Regions from separate parts of the Mus musculus genome. Here region 1 is linked to region 2. Evidence: chromatin contacts called from public HiChIP or PLAC-seq data. All regions are on one chromosome and are shown on one strand. Each heading gives the region's core, a stretch centred on a gene start, on an enhancer-like site or on the middle of the called end of the contact. The rest is flanking DNA. Distances are from core to core; before and after follow the strand shown. Region 1 holds the start of Dusp14 (dual specificity phosphatase 14). Region 2 has its middle 24 kb from the start of Gm38934.

Region 1 (4,533 bases), core at 862-3,361, 280 kb before region 2:
CATGATGGCTCACAACCATCTGTACAGCTACAGTGTACTACTCATATACATAAAATAAATAAATCTTTTTTAAAAAAGAAAGAAAGAAAAAAATGGTTCCTTGGTCACACAGGCTGCATATCAAGGGCTTAGAAGCCAGCAAAGGCTCTTGGGGCCCCTGCAAAGATCTACAGAGAAGATATTTCAGCCATCCTTTCTACTTAACTCTAGATCATTAGCATAAACTACACAGAGAAGGGTCTCTTTGCATGAGCTTGCCTCTCCCTCTTAAATTAGGGTGTGACTTTTCCTGGAAGGCTTATATCGCATAGTCTACAAAAGCTGTCCTGCTCCTTGTCCCCACCCAGAACTTACTCATGTGCAAGTAATAATGTAAGCAAAAATGATCCCAAAAAACAAAACTGGATGGAATTTAAGGAGGAGTGTGACTGCCACCAAGTCATGAAGTGAGTACAGGACTGTAGGTTCTCAGCTTGTGGGCCAAGACCCTTTCATACGGGTCCCACATCAGCTATCCTTCATGTCAGACATTTACGTTATGGTTCAAAACAGTAGCAAAATTATACTTAGGAAGTAGCAACAACAATAACAATATGGTTGGGGGTGGTCACTGCGTTAAAGGGTGGCAGCACGGGTGTGTGTGTGTGTGTGTGTGAGAGAGAAGCACTGTAGAGGGACATGCAGAAATACAAACAGCATTCAATCACTTCCAGTAGAGATTTTGCTATTTTTACATTAGGGATGTCAAAAGCAGGTCATGAAATAAACTGCCGGAATGATAATAGTACCAGAAAGATATATTCCCATGCAGTTTGAACTCGGTGCTTTAACCTAATCTTAGTCTCCTTGTGTTCTTCATGAAATGGTTAATTTTGCCTAATTTTAAAGCTCTCATGCTTTTTAATGGCATCAAATCTCTTCAGTCTAGGCCATTTTAGCTTTCCCTGTATTATCACTAAAATGCCTCTGCTGTTATATTTTCGTCTGGGAAACAGACAAAAACTTCTAGATATTGCAGCACCCACAAAAAGACTGAATCCAGTTGGCCAATGGAGATTAAAAAAAGAAAGAAAGTAAAACAAAAACCTCCAGGTTTTACTTGAAGATGCTAGAAACTGTTAAGTAAGCCCTAAGTGCGGCGTGCTCCTCCTCTGTCCCCTCCCCCAAATCCAAGAATACTAGTTTGACTTCAGCAGTTCTGATGTCAGCGATTTGCTACAGCGAGGGCATTGCTTGGGTGAGCACAGGACCAACCGAGCGCCAAGTCAGGACTCCTGGAGTCTGACTCACTGCAGAGGCTGGAGGAAGTCGTTCCTACCGCCCCTGTATCGCCCCTCAGTTTTGCGAAGAGAAGAGTAGGGTGGCGCTAAAGTCAGTTTGCATCCATTCATTTCAGGTGAGAAAACCTAAAGAGGACAGAAAGAGAGGAAAGAGAGAGGGAGAGAGCGAGAGAGCTAGTTGAGAGCAAAGAAATTTCAAGGGTTCCACAAGTCAGCCTCGTTGTACCTAGGAGTGTGGGTACTGTCAATGCATCAGAGGTTTAGGGGTCTTTAACTCCTTTGGAGTTTCCCCAGTTACTTCCCTCACCTGTCAATCAAAATCCACCCAGCAGTTGACGGAAGAATTAGGGCGTGGTGGTTTATACCTTTAATCCCAGCTTTAGGGAGATAAAGGCAGAGGCAGGCGAGTCTCTGTGAGTTCCAGGCCAACCTGGTCTACATAGTGAGACCTTGCCTCAACAAACAAGCAAAAAAGAGTGGCTTTGCCTTCCCCCTTGGGTCCGCACCTGGGGCTGTCTCGCCCGGGGGAGGAGGAGGGGGTGGCTGAGAGGCGGTGATTAGTCACTGGCTGCGGCGCTCACACCTTTTATTCTGTCTCTTCCCGCAGTTGCCTCTCTGCATTTGGACAGATTCTTCGAACGCCAGCTCAGAAGCTGGGCCGGAGGACAACGCGGCTTCAAGGAGCAGGGGTCTGCGAGTAAGTCCAGGTGAGTAGGAACCGGGGCCAGGAGGACCTGCCCGCGCCGCAGCGCGCACGCGCGGCGCCCGGAACCCACGCTCGTCCCCGCTGCGGGCCCGCGCTCGGAAGAGGGCGGCAGCGCGCAGGGAGCGGGAGGCGCGCGAGGCCGGCGGGCAGAAGCCGCGAGCCTCGCAGCAGCACGGACCCGAGAGCCGCCGCTGCCGCCACCGGCACACTCGGTACGGGGTGCGGGGGAGAGCCAGAGGGGCCCGGGCGCATGCGACCCTCGGCTCTGCAAACTTTGTGCGGGTGCTCGGCGACCTCGGGGCGCGGGGCGGGAGAGGCTGGGATCCCCGAACCCAAGCCGGCAGGCGTCAGCATGCACCCCGCGACCGGCCCCGCCACCCCCTGGAAACACTTGGCTTTCTGCTATGCCAAGAACTCAACTTGAGCGTCTCTCCTCGGTGTTAGATTGGTGTGCACCATGCTCACATCTGACTCTTATTTCTCCTAAGTATCCTTGCTCTGGAGCGAAGTTGAATTGTACTGGGCTTGGGGTAGGGAAGGGAGCCGAGTGGTGTAGCCGCCTTAGGATTGTATAACTACCTTCTATTGAAGTGGATGTTGCCAGTGGCATCGGCTAATGTTATGGTAACTGGGCATCTTAGAGGCAAGAGAAGGCGGGGTGTTTTACCAGTAGTCTCCCGGTCTAATAATACTAAAAACAATACCTCATACTTTCCACTCAGGAGAGCCCCACGGCATTTGGTTTACGTTCTCTGGGTAGTTTTCAGTGAAGTTTCTAAGAGGTAGGTGGAGAGCTGTGCTTTCCCGATTTGTAGATGTAAAAAACGGAGGCAAGGATTCGGATTCTTAACTGACTTTAATGAAATGTGGACCAAGAGTTTTAACGCAGTTTCCTGCAGTTCTTGCTCCAAAAAGTACCAACTTTGAAGTTTAATGGGATACCAGAACATCCTCCCTGAGGACAATGAAAGGTCAGAGAGGCCAAGGGACAGTGGTCTGCAGCCGCAGGCCTCAGCTACAAAGCCGGGTCCCTCCAACAAGATGCAACTCTTTGGGTGTTGTATGTATTCTTTGCAAAGTTGTGTTTAGGGCTGCAATTTGCTGTTGTCTTTTGTGGACTCATAAAGGGCATTTAGTCTCGGTTTCCTTGAGAAACAGAGGAGTGAGGCACCCCCAGAGTGAGGCACCACTTCTTCCTTGCTGGAGACACCTTAAGAATTCCCATGAGGTCAGACGAGGGCCGAGAGTTCCCGGGAGGAGGGAGGAAGGAGCCCTGCACAGGCGGCTTGACACATGGGCCCCACTCCTGCCTCCAGCTCTGACTCACCTACTGACGCTTGGGGGAGGAGAATAGCTGCTTGGTATTTTTGGCTTTCCCCCATAAAACGGGAGACAGTTGGCTTCATTCGAGTCTTCTCAGCATCCTTTTCGAGAGCGCCGCGCCGCTGAGCTTAGTCCTCCTCTCGGAAGGAAACCTTTGATACTGGCTGACTGCAGGTATGCATTCTGTGAGATCCCTTAATAGAGCTGCACACAGATTTACTGCTGGAGCTTCTAAATCGGGGAAATCCTTCAAGACTTTGGGATTGAAATTAGGGTTAAGAGAAATCTTTGAATTAGATGTATACCTTTGCATGAGGAATTTCTTTTCCTTTTTTTAACAAGATGGATTAAAAATATTTTCCCAGCATCACAAAAAAAGGCTTGGCTCATTCCATCTGAAAAATTAGGACTTTATAGATCAGGTCATTGTCTTCCTTTAATCTTCAAAAGAATGGCTGTCTGTGTGTCTTTCTGTTGGCTTGTATCTTGTAGACTCTTCCCAGCGTTTTAATAAGATGTGTATTTGCATAAGTGACTTGCTAACAAAATCATTTTAGAGTGGATCCGGTTTATAGCAATTTGGTTTCTGTCTAGAACAGGTAGCATGCTTTTTAGGTAAAATCATGTTAACTCTGCCAGCACCTTACTATCTCTCTGAGCAACAGGCAGAAGGATCTCACAAACAACTTGAAAGGAGCTGGGTCGTTGTGATGCTTGGTTTTACTCCCAGGTGCAGAATGGAAACTTCCCTATTAATACACAAACACGACAGGCACGCACGACCAACAGCAGCGGATTGTCTTTGCACAGAGAAGACACAAGAGGGAGTGGAAGGCAGAAGAGTTGCTAAAGCAACCGATGGCCTGGGTATAAACTTACAGGGCTCGCATTTAAGGTGGTAGCTTCATTATTTATGATCGCTTCCCTGGGGTGACACAACAGAAAGGAAAGCGTTAATGGAGGAGGGTGCCGCAGCTCAGCTGGAGTCAATGGCAGGAAAAGGGTTCATCTGACAAGTTCATGTCAGCAGGGCATGACTTTGCATAGCAAACATTTACTAAGGAGTTTTGCTGTTCTAAAGGCACCGGGCTGGGTGCTGAGGTAAGAAAGCAAATGAGGGTCACGACCTTAGACACGACCTTAGACACGACCTTAGACACCTAGTAATAGTGAGAGGAGTGCTCTTTTCCTGGGATCGGAGCCTGTTTTTTGGTACTCGATGAA
Region 2 (4,529 bases), core at 737-3,236:
GATGACTGGGGCTCGCGTTCCCTTGTCTCCAGCCCCTTACCACTCCCCTTTTCTATACTCTTGCCTTGCCATGCTTGTGAGGCAGGGCCAAAAGCTCAAGAGATTCTTCTGGTACCTTCTCTGGCACCTTACATACCGTTCTTGTTCAAAGCATTAAGCGTAACCAAGGGTGTTGCTTTTTTTTTTTTTTTTCTTTACATTCATTCCAGGGTGGAAGGTTGTCTCACTGCACGAGAGACATGTTATCCTACAGGTGTCACGACCACCCCCAAATCCAGCCTTTCAGACCAGAGCTCCCTGAACCCATGCCCCCTACAAGCTAAGGCTCAGAGAAGAGCGATGCTTCTCCACTTTGGGCTTCTTAGCCCTCCAGGGCACATTTTCCAAAGCATGAGATATGTTGGGTTGTCATAGTTAGGGGGATTCTTCCTGGCGTCTGGTTAAGTAAGGGGTTTGAGATGTTGACAAACATCCCACAGTGCACCTACAAGGAACCAGCCTGCCCGAGGAATTAACAGTGCCATGGTTGAAAACCTTGACTTAGAGGGGCCCTTCCATAAGGTCAGGGCAAAGCTCTGCTCACAGCCCTCCCCACCCATGGTTCCTAAACCCCTCCTCTTTATGGTGGGGGGACAAGGCCAGGAAGGCCCCACATCCCAGTTACCACGCTCAGCCTCCTCCTGTTTCCACCTGCTGTTCTGCTCTGTTACCTCCTGCCCCTCTAAGATAGCCTGTGTGTCCTACGTGCCACCTGCTGTACAGCTCTGTGGTCACCCCAAGGGTCACCCCCGCCTGCCTCTGCTCAAAGGTTGTCTTCCCAGGGAGAACTTCCTTCACACCTCGTGCCAAACTATAATCTGCCCAGAGCTTTCTGTCCGGCCATGATCTGTTTTTCCTTGCCTCTGGCCCCCGAGACCCCAGGTCACTGACGGTATTAGCTTACCGTCCTGATCAAGTGTGATATCTGCAGGACTTTTTTTTTCCTTGTTCCCTGATATTTTCTTCTGCTTGATTCTTTTTCTTTTCTTTTCTTTTTCTTTTTTATTTTTGAGACAGGGTTTCTCTGTGTAGCCCTGGCTGTCCTGAAACTCACTCTGTAGACCAGGCTGGCTTTGAACTCAGAAATCTGCCTGTCTTTGTCTCCTAAGTGCTGGAATTAAAGGCATGCACCACCACTGCCCTGCACTTGCCTGATTTTTATATATTATATCTTATATATTTGATAAATTCTCCAGATATCTTCTCCAGTGAATGGATGAATGAATAAATGAATGAAAATCCTACTGTTCCAGAGCTGTTCCGTTCTTATGAAGTCAAGCTGACCTGACACTTGTGTCATGTGAGTGCAGTTGCCCTCATAGACCAGAAGAGAGCGCTGGATCCCCTGGAGTGACAGGTGGCTGTGAGCCATTGGACGTGGGTCCTGGGAACCCAACTCAGGTACTTTCCCTTATTATCCCCAACACCTGTTCAGGCAAACACTTAAATGTTATTCTGAGCATCTCATGTAAATGAAAACCTACAGTATACGTGGCTGTCTTCTTTGACTTAGCATAGCATTTAATGGCTCACCCACGATATGGAGTATATTGATATTTCACCTTTTCTACAGCCCAATATTATTCCACCGAGTAGACACACATCATGCCGTTCTCTGGTCGCCAGCAGAGCCGCCGTTGCTAGTTAGGGGCTATCCCGAATGCTGCAGCTGTGGGCACTGCTGTACTTGGTCACATCATTTGTTTGGGGTGTCACCTGGAGTTGCTGAGTCATGTGGTGACTGTGTGGAAATTTTGGAGGGACTGCCTGCTGCGCTTTCTTCCTGGCTTTGTGGATTCACACCCAGCATTGTCTTTCCTCGAGTTATGCCGAGCTTCTTCGGTCCATGCTACCTGACCTCCTCTGCATGGCATACCTGGGAGGCTCCTGTGCCTCCTGAGGGGCACCCTCTATGGCCAACACCTCAGTCACAAGGAAGGGAGTTTCAATATCCCAGGGCTCAGGTTACACGGGCAGCAACTACAATGAAGCCTCGAGTGAGAACCCTCAGCTCCTCCCTTCTGTTCGTGCTCCATCTGCTACCTGAGTGCTCCCTAAAGCAAATCTATTTTGCTTTAGGGATACCTACAAGTCTAGTAAGCCTACCGACACTGCCCATGACCTCTCTATGGGCTCACCATGCTGAGCGTCACAAGCTAACCCACCAGAGGCCATCCGCTTGGCTAAACCTCCCTGCCTTGGGTTAGGCCACTCCCTCCTCAAATGTGATTTCCTCCCTTTCCTAGTCAGGAAGAACAGCCTGACTGGCTTTCCTCTTGTGCTGGCCTGGGTCCAGCCCTCACCACCCTCATCTGGGAGTGCCTCTTGGCTTGAACTGGCTTAGCGTTCACCTTTGAATCTGAGTGATAGCCATGTGTGGAATTTCAAATGTGGTAAAAGCAAAAATAAAGTCCCAAGCTTGGAAAGAGCGTTCTTTATATGTTAATTTCCCCCACATCTGGGTTTCACATATGTACAGTAGCAAAGCCATGTAGGAGACAGTATAAGATAGAGAAGCCTCCAAGACCTGAATTCCATTCCCGCTGTCCCCTTGGTGAGCTTGGTCATGAGGGCTACCATCTCCCCTCCGAGGCCTCGGTGCTCGTCGATACGAGGGGGTGTTGTATTCCTTTCCAATTCACTCAACAGACTCTTGCCAGGACCTGTTCAGGCGAGGAAAGGCCAACAAGACAGGAAGTGACTTATATCCAGCAGGGAGGGCCACAGATAAGCAGGCAGGTGACCATAAAAGAGTGGTAAAGCGTGTTCTGAAAGATGGGGCTAGCAAGGAGAGTACGTTTTCCCTCCATCGGGAGTTTTCAAGCCAGTACTGAGCATCCAGTGGTAACTACCCCAGCAAATGGGGCCAAGCAGAAAAGGGTCCAGGAAGAAAAGCCTGCAACCTAGGAACAAGGGACATCCCGGAGACGGAAGGATGGTGTGAATACCACGGACAATCGCTGAAGCTCTTAGGGCTTCCCTTCCATGTCAACCTCAGTTCATGTGCTGAGAGATCCAAATGCCTACTGAAGAGTTACGTGCTGGGTGTGGACCTGTGATCCCAATACTGTGGAGGCTAAGGCAGGACGGTTGAGAACGGAACTCCAGCCCGTGCATTTGGTGACAGCTCATCTCAAAACAAAACCTACCCCCTAAAAACAAACAAAAAACAAGAGACACAAATAATGGAGCTAGAGAGGAGGCTCAGCAGTTAAGAGCATTTGCTGTTCTTACAGAGAACCTGGGCTTGGTTTCCAGCACCCACATCAGATAGGTCCCAATGCTCTCCCCAGTTTCAGGGGATCCAAGACCCTCTTCTGGCCTCGGGTATCTGCACACATGTGCACACACAAGCAGGCAGATATATACTGATTTTCCAGGACAAAGACTACATCAGGGGTTCATAAATTCTCCAGAAGGTTCTGCAACACACTAACCAACCCTTGTGGCGTGTTCTGAAGTCTGAGACGTCGCTGTAAGTAGAAACAGTAATACAACTATTATAAAACTCCCAAAGGCAACACACCTCAGACCACTCAACTCAGAATCTGTGAACTGCCATAAGTCATTGAAGTTGTCCCAGGTGACTTCAACGTTAAGCCTGCTCCTCACCCTTGTTTCTAATGAGAACTGGATACCCACCCCCACCCGACTCCACTCCACCCTACTCATGTCCAGTCTAAATGACTTTGTGATCTCTGTCTCCACCTGCTGGCCATTATACCAAACTGCAGGAGTTCAACTGTGCTATCTGTAGATCCAAGACCTTGCAACTTTTTAAAAAAGTTTGCTAAATGGATAAAAAAAAGAATCAATGAGATGAAAATATTAAGTAGTTAGAGCATGTAAAAATAATATTTTGCTGGAGAGATGGCTCAGTGGGTAAAAGCACTGACTGCTCTTTCAAAGGTCCCAAGTTCAAATCCAAGCAACCACATGGTGGCTCACAACCATCCATATGAGATCTGACACCCTCTTCTGGTGTGTCCGAGGACAGCTACAGTGTACGTACATATAGCAATAAGCAAATCTTTTTTTTTTTTTTTTTTAAAAATCATATCCTTTCCTATGACGAGGTTGTCTAAGAGTCTTACATACATTAGGATAAAGCGTGTGAGAGCCTGGGGAGTATTTGCAAAGTAAAACACAGCCAGTATTACCTACTGCTGTTAACTAAGCATAAGTTATAACCCCTGTTTTGTACCAGTGATTCATTGTCAAGGAATTGTTTTAACTTAGTCAAGTCAAAGTATATTTAGTCCTATTTTCCTGATGTTGACTATGGGTACTTAGTGGTGAGGGTTAGTGGGAAATACAGGCCTTTAGGCAGGAAGAGATAGCTTAGTGGTTAAAAGCACTTGTTGCTCTTACAGAGGACCCAAGTTTAGTCCATACAAAGCAGCTTGCAACCCCTTGTAACTTCTGCTCCAGGGGGAAGAAATCTGATGCCCTCTTCTGGCCTCTACAGGTACGGCAAAACTGGTCACAGG

What was found. HiChIP or PLAC-seq counts read pairs in DNA pulled down with a chosen protein or histone mark.
Region 1: an H3K27ac HiChIP or PLAC-seq map of embryonic stem cells shows a contact between it and region 2, with 3 times the contacts expected there. The contact joins the promoter of Dusp14 here to the enhancer-like site in region 2. A contact is called at or near these places in 11 of 39 promoter capture datasets (cranial neural crest, embryonic stem cells, hippocampal neurons and 5 more), 4 of 15 datasets of contacts at CTCF or cohesin (the NIH/3T3 cell line, embryonic stem cells and pro-B cells), 5 of 484 Hi-C or Micro-C datasets (the N1E-115 cell line, embryonic stem cells and palatal mesenchyme), 11 of 115 datasets of contacts at active chromatin or transcription factors (cardiomyocytes, effector CD8 T cells, embryonic stem cells and 3 more) and 2 of 9 other capture datasets (liver and pancreatic islet).

Annotation. Positions count from the first base shown.
Region 1 is chr11:84,065,935-84,070,467 of GRCm38.p6, reverse strand. It overlaps Dusp14 (dual specificity phosphatase 14), which reads left to right and starts at 2,111. Exons shown (of 3, transcript NM_019819.3): 1 at 2,111-2,198.
Region 2 is chr11:83,784,773-83,789,301 of GRCm38.p6, reverse strand. No RefSeq gene overlaps it. Among named protein-coding and RNA genes, the nearest start is that of Gm38934, 24 kb to the left of the region's middle. Within about 2 kb of position 1,986, at least 29 of the 459 cell types and tissues checked have an H3K27ac peak or open chromatin away from gene starts, as enhancers often do. A contact at or near this core is called in the N1E-115 cell line, embryonic stem cells and kidney, where this site is marked.